Linked DNA regions of Mus musculus: region 2 is linked to region 1. A link is a contact called in public ChIA-PET data. All regions are on one chromosome and are shown on one strand. The core of a region is the stretch at or near the end of the contact, and the rest is flanking DNA. Distances in the headings are between cores, read along the strand shown.

Region 1 (5,677 bases), core at 134-2,633:
AGCAGATGCAGCGCACACAGGAATAACGAAGCAAGAAAGGAGGCGATGGTGTCTTCAAGCACGTGCAGAGCCTAGCTTCACTAGCTTCCGAGGAGGACTGGAGAGAGGTGGGATCTCCAGCAGCAGTGTGTCCAGGGACTGGCCTCAGGCAGCAGGCCAGGGAGGAACTGCCTCACAGCAACACCTCCTCCATTTATGTGGCCCAAGTGTGGTGACTATGGACCATGGTCCTTTAACCTCATTAAGGCCTTGAGAATCTGATGAAAGCCATCACACACACACACACACACACACACACACACACACACACACGCACGCACGCACACATGCCACACATGGACAGACATTTCTTTGCATACAATTTCAGGGAGTCCTGCTAGGGGACTCCTGCTTTAGGGCAAGGGTGAAAGTCACTGAGGCAAATCTTCTTGAACCTGCTTGTAATTTCCTACACACTTTTCTGGGTTCCTTTTGTCATCCCTCAATAGCTAGAATGTTGTGAAGTTCATTTTAAATGGAAGCCAAGGAAAGAGGGCTCAGCCTCCACTCCAGCCAGGGAAAAAGCAGCGGTGGCACGGCAGTGGTGGCAGCCAGAGGAGAAAGATGAGGAGAAGGACGGGGCCACGTGTCCTGCTGCCCTTCCCACCAGAAGGTCACTTTGGGAACTTTGCTCAAAGTTGAAGAAGCGCTGTGGGGTGATGGGGTCGTGTGGTTTCCCTCACTGGCTACCGAGGGTAAAGTTGTCCCCCGTTCCAACCTTCCTCTCCGACCCCCCAAAAGCACCTAGGCACCGGCCCTGTCATCCACACACACCTGGACAGGTCTTCGAGGCACACCAGTGTATAGACACACACTCTTCAAGGGACAAAGGGAAACTGAGTTGGGAGAGATCTCAAGGCAGTCCGGGGATCATGCGCTCCCCAGAGTCAGCAAACTGGAAAATCATCATACAGGCACCACACGGATGCAGGGCACACGCGCTCCAACCACCCCGCAGTGCTCCCTCTTTCCGGGGGCCCACCATAAGCAAATCAGAGCCTGTGTCCTTGCTCCACCCCACAAGCTGATGATGGGCCCAAGACAAGAGGCCATAGCAGAGGGCTACAGGGTTGATCTCTCATGAGAATCAGGAATCAGGCAAAGGTCTGGCCCTCAGCTCATCCAGGTCCAGAGGACAGACACTGACGTGTGATCACACAGACTCCAAGAGAATGGAGCAGCCATGATCGTCTCCCAGGTTCAGTGACCCTGGTCTTCGTAGCCGCTAGTTCCAGAGATTGCTCATGGCTGGCAGTCATTTTCCTGGCTTTAGATAGACGTCTCATCGCACGTGGCCAGAGGAGCCCCAGTGAGCCGGATGTGGGCTGGGCTCGGGCAAGAATCCAGCAGGAAGGGTGGAGGGAAGCCACCAAAACCACTGCCCCGCTTACCCAGGGCCAGGGGCAGCCGTTCATCTTCAGGTGAAGGAGAGGGAGGGTCTTGGCTATAGCTTGTGGTCCCAGAAGGTGGAGCCCCCAGATCTAAGCCCACCTTGTCTCTAGCTAGAAGCTCCCTCTGTCGCCGCCGCTGCTGACGGCGACCAATCAGGAGGAGAGTGAGAGATGCTGCTAGAACACCCAGGAAAAAGCCAACCAGCCCAGCCCCCACAACGGTGTGGGCCCGGTTTGCGGGCCCCCTCTGGCTGCCCCACACCAAGCTATAAGCAGCCACCACACGGGCGGCTCCACCCTCCTGACACTCGCAAGCATAAGCCCCCATGGCCCCTGGGGTCACCACCACCTCTAGCCCATCCCTTCGTGGGGTGAGCGAAGTCACTCCACTGGGCTGGTGCCACACACAGGATGCCCAGGCAGAACTGGGGGAGCACGGCAGGACCACGTGGCCCACCGTAGCCACTGGAACTTCAAACACTACCGGATGTTCTGTGGAGAGAAGGCAAAGACACAAAAGACATGAAGCTATAGGCAGGAAGTAGGATGGGGGCATATGGAGAGATGTCATATATAAGATATGTAGGGACATTGCCAAAAGGGATTCCCAAAAATGGAAAGGCCCTGGGTCCTGGGTCCTGGGTCCTGGACTGCCATGTCTTCATGGGATCAAGTCTTTTGAATGAGACAAAAAAGATCAACTCTCTAGCCCCTTTCTATACATTCCACCCGCATTTCTCTGAGCCATACAAACCTCCAGGTTCTTTTGGACACAAAGAAGAGACATCTGCTGACTCTATGTCTTGAACCATCCTACAGAGAAGAGAATATCTGGTAAACCTAGTGTTCCAATGTGCTTGCACCTTCCTCAGACCCTCACAGTACCATGGTACTCAGCCCCACGGTACTCCCACTACCACAGTACTTGGTTACCACAGTACTCAGTTATCACAGTACTTGGTTGCCACAGTATTCAGTTAACAAAGTACTCAGTTAACACAGTACTAAGTTATCACAGTACTCAGTTATCATAGTACTTGGTTACCACAGTACTCAGTTATCACAGTACTTGGTTGCCACAGTATTCAGTTAACAAAGTACTCAGTTAACACAGTACTAAGTTATCACAGTACTCAGTTATCATAGTATTTGGTTATTACAGTACTTGGTTACCACAGTACTCAGTTATCATAGTACTTGGTTGTCACAGTATTCAGTTAACAAAGTACTCAGTTAACACAGTACTCAGTTATCATAGTATTTGGTTATCACAGTACTTGGTTACCACAGTACTTAGTTATCACAGTACTTGGTTGTCACAGTATTCAGTTAACAAAGTACTCAGTTAACACAGTACTAAGTTATCACAGTACTCAGTTATCATAGTATTTGGTTACCACAGTACTCAGTTAACACAGTACTTAGTTATCACAGTACTCGGTTATCACAGTCCTGACTCCAGAACCCATCATGTTAGAAATCACTCCTGGAGTTAGTCAGCATTCACCCCTCCACCAAATCTTTCCTTAATGTACCTCAAGGCTTTTCCCTGTCAAGTATCCACATATTCCTAGCTGACAATCTGTTGGAAACGTGCTTGGTGGGTATCCCCTAAGAGGCAGGGAAATCTGAGAAGTGAAACTGCTGTCCATGGCTACAGGGTGCCCTCTCCTTTACACCTGAAGGCTTGGGGGAGGGGCTGTGAGTCGTGGTAAACAAGATTGCCATGCAAGCATGAGGCCCTGCCGTAAACCTGCAGCACCCAGGTAAAAGGCTGGGTGTGAGGCCAGGCTGGTGGCCTGCCATGGGCTTCAAAACGGAAAATCCTAGTGTTACAATGAAAAAGAATTTTGCAAGCACCTGGCCAAAACTATTCCACTAAGAGAATTTAAATTAACAGCTGAGACTAGCTCAGGGGAGGGGGCCTCCCGACCCTCACAGACCTAGGTTTGGATTAGGCACTAATCGTGACGCCTATAATCTCAGTGTGTGGGAAGATGAGGCAGGAGAGATCACTATGAATTTGAGGCCAGCCCGGGTTCTACAGATTAGGGTGAGCTCTAGGCCAGTGTGGGCTACAGATTAAGACATTATCACAGTATTTTTTTTAATTAAAATATATTTATAAAGCAAATAAGCCTACGAGTATTGATGGTATTATTTGAATCTTGAATTATACAGGTTAAGTATATGCAAATGAGGAAACTGAAACATCACTGTATATTTGATAACACTAAAAAGTTAAGGATTGGGTATGGCTACATAAGTATTACCTATTATGTAACATGATTATTTTGTGTGTGTATATTTATGTTTGTGTGTGTGAACGTGGACATACGTGTGTGTGTGTGTGTGTGTTGAGCCCAGAGGACAGTCTTCATTCTGTACTGAGTGACAATCTGTCATTCCTCAGGCAGCCTGCACCTTTTCCCCACCTCAGTGCACTACAAGGGTGCAATTCCCTCAGAGGCCAGAAGAGGGCACTGGAGCCCCTGGAACGGTGAGCCATCCTGTAGGTGGGAAGAATTGAACCTGAGTCTTCTGGAAGAACAAGCAGTGCTCTTAACTGCTGACCCATGTCTCTCTCCAGCACCCTTTTCTTTTGTTTTAGTGTCCTTGTATGCCACAGATACTCAAAGATTTATGAATAAAATAACATGATATCTAAGAAAGATTTGCTTCAAAATAACTGACAGCGAAGTCATTAAAAACAGTGTTGGTCAGGCAGCAGTGGTGGAAGGGGTGGAGATACACAAATTTATCATTTTAGTCACATTTATTCATTCATCGTACTTTTAAATATTTAAGATTTCCAAGGATAAGATCTTTTTAGGAGATTTCTTATGTGACAAGAGAGTCATTCTGAATTATTCAGAGTGAGGGAGGGACGTCAGGGTTTGCTTCCGTGTGGTATATTTTTAAGGTCACCTCTGAGAGGCAAATGGATGGCAGGAGCCCAGAATTAGGAGACCCCAGTGAGAAGTGACTGGGTTGGGGATAGCTCAGTGGAAACAGTGCCTGCTGTACAAACCTGATTAAGTGAATTTGGTTCCCCAGAACCGGCCTCAAAGTTGGCCACAGTAGGACAGGTATCTCACAAGTCCCTGTGCAGCCCTATCGCCTGATGAAGAGACAAAAGAAACTAGAAGCTTGAGGGCAGCTAGCTTGAATACAAAATAGTGAGCCACAGACAGACCTTGTCTCAAAGTGTAAGAAAACTAGCAGGGATTGTCCTCTGTCCTCTGACACACAAGCTGAGGCAATGACATACACTTGCCAGTCCTCATGTATACACATACACACACCTTACATAAATATACATCATACATACACACATATCATATACAAACACACACATACATATACACTCTAATACATCACACATACATACACACACGCACGCACACCACGCTGGCTTGGTGGCAGTGGAGGTGGAGGAAGCCAGTGGAGCAATGATCCACTTCGGAGCTGGAGTCACTATCATCCGAGGTACAATGTGTGCAATGCCCGGTCTAGCATTAATTAGACAGCACCAGACGGGCAGACAGATGAGTTAACATGAGCTAACCGACGGGCAGGCAAGAGATGCGGCTCCAAACAAGAAGCCACACACAGAGGGAATGGCATCGGCAGATGAGACAGCCATATGGGAGGGCGGAGTCCAGGAGGGCGGGCAGGCAAGAGAGCAAAGCAAAGCAGCCCCACTCACCCACGGTGCTCGCCTGCATGGGCCACACAAGCATCGAGCCGGAAGCTCCAGGCACACACGGGATCCTGGGCCAGGATACATTCTGAGCAGCTCTGGAGACGGCCACAGTTGCTGGTGTTCACTTGTGTCACCTCAGTATGGGAGCCCACCAGAAGCCAATCCTGTAGAAATGGAGCGAGAGAGAAAATGTGCTCATCGTCCAGACCAGACCGTTAACTGGCCACAGACTCGACTCTCCCCAGCAGGCTCCCCGAATACACAACTCACATGGTACAATTTCATGCTTTCAACCGGCTGTGTTTCCGGGAACAAGGCCAGATCCTCCAGGACACTGAGCTGAGCTCCGATGCGCACAGCCCGATGGAGGTGCCCATCCTCTGGGAGGAAGGAAAAGGGCAAGAAAATGGCTTAGCTGGCACTGTGCCTGGAACCCTGGTGCCTGGATGTCACAGGGCACCTCTCTGTGGTGACGTTATGGGCAACTTGCTTGATGCTGTATACCTGTCCCCAGGTAGAGCACATCATATTCTTTCCCTGA
Region 2 (6,170 bases), core at 405-2,904, 210 kb after region 1:
CACAACTACCCTAATGTTTCTGTCTTGGCAATTTCTACTTCAGCATTCCTATTTTCTGTAGGATTTTTTTTTTTTTTTAAGGTTTATTTATATGATCACACTGTAGCCCTCTTCAGACACACCAGAAGAGAGCATCAGATCCCATTACAGATGGTTGTGAGCCACCATGTGGTTGCTGGGTGTTGAACTCAGGACCTCTGGAAGAACAGTCAGTGTTCTTAACCATTGGGCCATCTCACCAGCCCTATTTTCTGGAGTTTTAAAAAGTTACTTAGGAGCTCTGTGTGTGTGTGTGTGTGTGTGTGTGTGTGGCAGTACACACCTTTAACTCCAGCACTTAGGGGCAAAGGCAAGCATATCCCAGTCAGGGCTTAAATACTAAGATCCCAATTCAAAAAGGAAAGTCATTTACCTTCTGTCAGCATGCACTTGAATATCCACCCACCTTCCTTTCCTGTTCCTCTCACTGCCTAAGAAACAACAAGCTCTCCATATGTTTGTCGAGTGAATACAGATGGAACTAACTTACCTGTCTCGCTGTAAGCAGCCGCTCATTGATCTCCTTCTTGAGGTCTCCGTTGTCATCCAGCTCTCCCTTCTCCAGGGCGTCTAACCATCTCTGTTCCTCCTCTTCCTCCTGGCCCTCCAGATCCCCTGGCAGGTCCCGAAGTGGGGAGGGGGACAGATTACTGTCTTCATCTGGGTGGGAAAGTTGAAGGAAAGTGCAAACATTAATTTATCGAAGTTGGTCCTAGTACACTGAAAATTCTCAGACCCCACCCTCTTCCTTTTGCTGGTTAGAAATGAGCAACCCAGCTTTGCCACCTCTACGGTCTTCTCACCCAGCCAGGCGCGGTACTGCTCCAGAGGTACGCCTTCCATAGGTTCCTCTTCATTATCCACCACCATCAGGGGAGACGGTGAGCGAGGCCCCTCAGGAATCACAGTGAAAGTGGGGACACTGCAGAGTAGAAACACTACTCTAAAGTGAACAAGCGGCTGGCTCTCTCCTACTTTGGAGCTACAAACAGCTTTTCCGACCTGCTGGGATTCTTGCTGCCTTAACTTGGACCCAGCCCACCTGCTACTGAATTTTCCCGAGTTAAATACTTGATCTCACCTCTTGGTGCCCAGGACCTGTCCACCCAGCTTGATTTTAAGTTTAAGTTGGGGCTTGGCAGGAGTCTGCAGCGTCGGTCCGGCCTCCTCTTCCTGATGATGCTTTTTCTTGTGTTTCTTTTTATGTTTCTTGTGTTTTTTCTTGTGTACTCCGTGGCCGTGGGCACCTGCCAGGCTCAGCTCCAGCGTTTCCCCTGCGGAAGGAGAGCCTGTCTGAGGGGATCGGCCAAAAAGTGGCAGGGGGAAGATCTGACTAACCTAACAATTCAACTGAGTCCCACTCTTCCCACGTTATTAGCTGTTACCATAACAACAGCCCCGCCTCGCTCCTTCCCACCTGTGGCGGGCAGACCCGGCTCCACCGGCTCCACGGAGTTACAGCGACTCCTTTTTCAAGATCACTCGAGTTAGATCCACCCGCGCTTACCTGGCTCGGGGGCCTCCATAGCCCCAGATGTGCTCCCGCGCCGCCACAGCTTGCTCATGGGGTCCTGCAAAGGGAGAGGACTGGAAACTGTCGGGACACAAGCCGACATGCCTTTTCCGCCCCGCGGAAGAACGGAATCCAGCAAAATAACCGGCTACTTCCGGCGCCTGGCAACCATGTTTGTGCGTGGTACGCCTTACAGCCAAAAATATTCCGATAAGAAACAGGGTCCCTTCCAAACAAAAGTTCCGGCATTGCTAGGCACCTTACTGGCGCACCAGACTTAAAAAGGATTACGAGTTCGAGGCCAGGCTTAATGCCATCTTGTTCTCAAAACGAAAGTTCAAAGCCTCTAGGAGGCTGGAAAAGCCACCAAAAAAGGTAAGGTTTTCCCCTAACTTGGGTTCCCTGTATTAGATTCCTGACCTGTTCTGTCTCCCTTTCTCTGTGTTGCTGTCTCTTGTCTCTTCTCTTTGTCTATCTGCCTGTCTGTATGTATGTCTGTCTGTTTGTGTCTTCCCCCTTCCCTCTCATCGCTCTCTCTTCCCCTCCCCTCCTCCTCTCTTTTTCCTCTCTTCTCCCCTCTCCTCTCCTCTCCTTCCCCCCACCCCCATCTCCCCATTCTCATTGGTTGGCAATGAGGGGCAACGTCGTTGCGGTGCATCTTTATTTGTAAACACTAAGCTTCTCAACTAAGAAAAGTTGTGAAATAATAAGATTGACAGAGAATTTAGATTCCAGAGAACAGTTACATTGTAAAGAATACAAGAATCCCTCTAATGAGGGATCTAAATGAATTTACTACATCCCTGTACTGCGAAGTTAGGAAGCTAGTTAACTTGAACAAAACCAAACATAGCAAGGTAGGAAACTGGTGAGAGAAATTGCTGATGTGTGGTTGGGAAATGAGGGAGGTGGGAGACCTTTGTTTTGTTTTTGTTGTTTGAGAAGGGGTCTCACTATGTACCCCAGGTTGGCTTGGTACTCCGTATGTACCCAGACTGGTGTCAAATCCATGAACTTTCTACTTCAGCTTTCCTAGGGCTGAGATTACAGGCATTAATAACCAAACTTTGCTGCCATTTTTCACATATCCTTTTCCCCCTTTAAATTTTGTTTAAAATTTGTGAATGTTTTCCTTTATCTTCTAGTTAATTTATACATATTTTTTAAAAGCACAGAATTGAATATGCCAATAAATAAGAGAAAAACTCTAAAACCTGTGATTCAGGGCTGGAGAGATGGCTCGGTAGTTAAGAATGCACACAACTCTTGCAGAGGACCCAAGTTCACTTTCCATCTCCCACATCAGGCAGCTCACTGCTGCCTGTAACTCCATCTCTAAAGAAATCTGATAGCTCTGGTCTGTGCCAACACCTGCACTCAAGTGTACATAGGCAGACACAGACACACACCTGCACATAATGTTTTAAAATGATCTGAATGGGACTAGAGAGATGGCTCATCAGCTAAGAGCACTTGCTGCCCTTTCAGGGGACCCTGGTTTGGGTCTCAGTGCTGACATAGCTTCTCCCAATCATCAGTAACTCCAGTTTCAGATCTGGATGCTTCTTCTGGCCTCCTCAGGTCCTCTGCAAGGCCAGCAAATCTTGTTAACAGCTGAGCCACCTCTCCAGCCCCTTGATTCTCTTGATTTTATTTATTTATTTATTTATTTATTTATTTATTTATTTATTTATTTATTCATCCATTCATTTTTGAAACAGGGCTTCTGGGCTGGTGAGATGGCTCAGTGGGTAAGAGCACCCGACTGCTCTTCCAAAGGTCCAGAGTTCAAATCCCAGCAACCACATGGTGGCTCACAACCATCCGTAACGAGATCTGACTCCCTCTTCTGGAGTGTCTGAAGACAGCTACAATGTACTTACATATAATAAATAAATAAATCTTTAAAAAAAAAAAAAAAAAACAGGGCTTCTCTGTGTGGCCCTGGCTGTTTATTTGTTTATGTTTGTTTGTTTATGCTTATTTACCTGTTTGGCAGGGTTTCTCTGTGTAACCTTGGCTGTTTTTGGTTGGCTGTCTTTGGAGCTCACTTTTTAAACCAGGCTGGCTTTGAACTCAGAGATCTGCCTGCCTCTACCTCCCAAGTGCTGAGACTAAAGGTGTGTGCCACCACACCCAGCTTTCTTGATTCTTTTTTTTTTTTTTTTAAGATTTATTTATTTATTATATGTAAGTACACTGTAGCTATCTTCAGACACACCAGAAGAGGGCGTCAGATCTCATTACGGATGGTTGTGAGCCACCATGTGGTTGCTGGGATTTGAACTCCGGACCTTTGGAAGAGCAGTCGGGTGCTCTTACCCACTGAGCCATCTCACCAGCCCTCTTGATTCTTTTCATTTAAGATTTATTTACCACTGGGCAGTGATGGAGCGCGCCTTTAATCCCAGCACTCGGGAGGCAGAGGCAGGCAGATTTCTGAGTTCGAAGCCAGCCTGGTCTACAGAGTGAGATCCAGGACAGCCAGAGCTATAAAGAGAAACCCTGTCTCGAAAACAAACAAACAAACAAAAAGATTTATTTACTTAAAATGTGTACAGCATTCAACCTGCATGTATGCCTGCAGGCCAGAAGAGGGCACTAGACCTCATAGGTAGTTATGAACCACCATGTGCTTGCTGGGACTTGAACCCAGGACTTCTGGAAGAGCAGGCAGTGCTATTAACCTCGGAACCATCTCTTCAGTCCCCTTGATTCTGTTTTTAAAAGTATCGTGTACTAGTATCTGCTTAGAAAAAAATGAGGAATATGCAATGTGCTACTAGTGACTGTCTTAGAGTTAAGGATCTTTTCCTGTCTAGATTTGAACTCACTCTGTAGACCGGTCCAGCCTCAAACTCAGAGATTCACTGGCCTCTGCCTCCAGAGTGCTTGGATTAAAGGCTTGCCCCGCCACACCTGGCCTTTTTTATTTATATTTTTAAGGCAGGATCTAATATATTCCAGGCTGGCCTGAACCTTGCAGTATAGCTGAAGATGACCTTGAATTCCTGACTCTCCTGCGTCTACTTCCCCAGTGTGACAATCACAGATATGCCCCATTATACCCGGTCCCATGGAGTGCTGGGCATGGAGCCTGGGCTTCATGTATGCTAGACAAGCACTCTACCCGCAGACATCAACCATTTGTAATTCTTTTTTAAGTCTACTGGGTACACCAGGCACGGTGGGCTGGGTCTAGCAAGAGTAGCACCCAACACCTGCATTTTGGAAAACTAACTTAGGGAGGCCTTTCTAGAACATAGTGGGGTGTTTAGCTACGTGGCTGTTCCGCGGGTTCTGTTGTTTCTGTTCTATAAATAAGGAAACTGAGGCTCAGAGAGACAAACACACAGGCAGGGAGTAACAGTGTAAGCATCAGACAGAGGCTTCCTAACGCTCGTCTGGGCTGTTTCCTCTGTATCCTGGCGTCCAGCAGCGAGGAAGTGAATGACAACCAGCTTCTTTCTGGTCTTAGGCTCTTTTCTTTTCTTTTTTGTAACTTTGCTTTGTTTAGTGTGGAAATATACAGACTAAGAGGAATTTTACCTTCTGAAGGCATTCTCAAGGCTTGTTTTAAAATTTCATGAAAAAAAAATAAATTTATAGTGTTTGACTAGAAATGGCCCCCAAAGACTCATACATTTGAATGCTCAATTACTAGGGAGTGGAACTCTTTGAAAGGATTAGAAGAAGAACTAGGAGGTGTGGCCTTGTTGGAGGAAGTGTGTCATTGTGAGTGGGTTTTGAAGTTTCAAACACCCACCCATGCCAGGACCAGTCTCTTTCAGCTGTCTGCAGATGAAAATGTAGAAATCTCAGCTACTACTCCAGCACCATGCCTACCTGCTTGCCAAGTTGCTTCCAGCCATGATGATAAACTCAATGATGGACTAAACCTCTGAAGCTATAAGCAAGCCCCAAATTAAATACTTACTTTAATAAGAGTTGCCTTGGGGACTGGAGAAATGGCTCAGCGGTTAAAAGCACTGACTTCTCTTCCAGAGGTCCTAAGTTCAATATCCAGCAACTACCTGGTGACATACAACCGTCTGTAATGGGATCCGATGCTCTCTTCTGGTGTGTCTGAAGACAGCAACAGTGTACTCATATAAATTAAATAAATAAATAATTCTTTAAAAAAAGAGTTGCCTTGGACATTGTGTCTCTTCGCAACAATAGAATAGTGACTAAGACATATAGAAAATAGTGCAAGAACGATAAAAAGAACTCTTTCATCTATTCATACCAGATCCTCCAGCTGACACTGTCAGGACATAGTCTAGTCAGGAGTAGTGGAGCACTGGCTATATTATAGCTCCAGCATTTGGCAGGCTGGACAAGAGGATCCCCAGTTCATTTAGAATCCAGCCTGGGACTTACTGAGACGGTCTCTCAAAACAAAACATAACAAAAAAAAAACAAAGACCAAAACAGGCTAGGGGGTTGGATGGTTGGGTCAGTGGTTAAAAGCAATGAATTGCTCTTGCAGAGGATCAGAGATGGACTCCCAGCACTCACATGGAGGCTGACAGCCATCTGCAGTTCCAGGGGATCTGATACCCTATTGGGACATCTTCAAACTCTGCTTGCATGTGGTACACAGACATACATGAAG

The links. ChIA-PET counts read pairs in DNA pulled down with a chosen protein or histone mark.
Region 2: an RNA polymerase II ChIA-PET map of effector CD8 T cells shows a contact between it and region 1, with 40 read pairs. The contact joins the promoter of Ino80b here to the enhancer-like site in region 1. A contact is called at or near these places in 2 of 39 promoter capture datasets (the HPC-7 cell line and cranial neural crest), 2 of 484 Hi-C or Micro-C datasets (CD4 T cells and CD8 T cells), 6 of 115 datasets of contacts at active chromatin or transcription factors (the SCID.adh cell line, bone marrow-derived macrophages, effector CD8 T cells and 3 more) and 3 of 9 other capture datasets (adipose tissue, liver and pancreatic islet).

What each region holds. Positions count from the first base shown.
Region 1 is chr6:82,912,183-82,917,859 of GRCm38.p6, forward strand. It overlaps Sema4f (sema domain, immunoglobulin domain (Ig), TM domain, and short cytoplasmic domain), which reads right to left. Exons shown (of 14, transcript NM_011350.4): 10 at 5,641-5,677; 11 at 5,407-5,516; 12 at 5,140-5,300; 13 at 2,185-2,243; 14 at 1-1,922. The coding sequence ends at 1,309. Among named protein-coding and RNA genes, the nearest start is that of Sema4f, 25 kb to the right of the region's middle. Within about 2 kb of position 1,384, at least 81 of the 459 cell types and tissues checked have an H3K27ac peak or open chromatin away from gene starts, as enhancers often do. A contact at or near this core is called in CD8 T cells, the HPC-7 cell line, the SCID.adh cell line and 2 more, where this site is marked.
Region 2 is chr6:83,123,465-83,129,634 of GRCm38.p6, forward strand. It overlaps Ino80b (INO80 complex subunit B), which reads right to left and starts at 1,655. Exons shown (of 5, transcript NM_023547.2): 1 at 1,547-1,655; 2 at 1,121-1,313; 3 at 843-961; 4 at 530-699. The coding sequence starts at 1,604.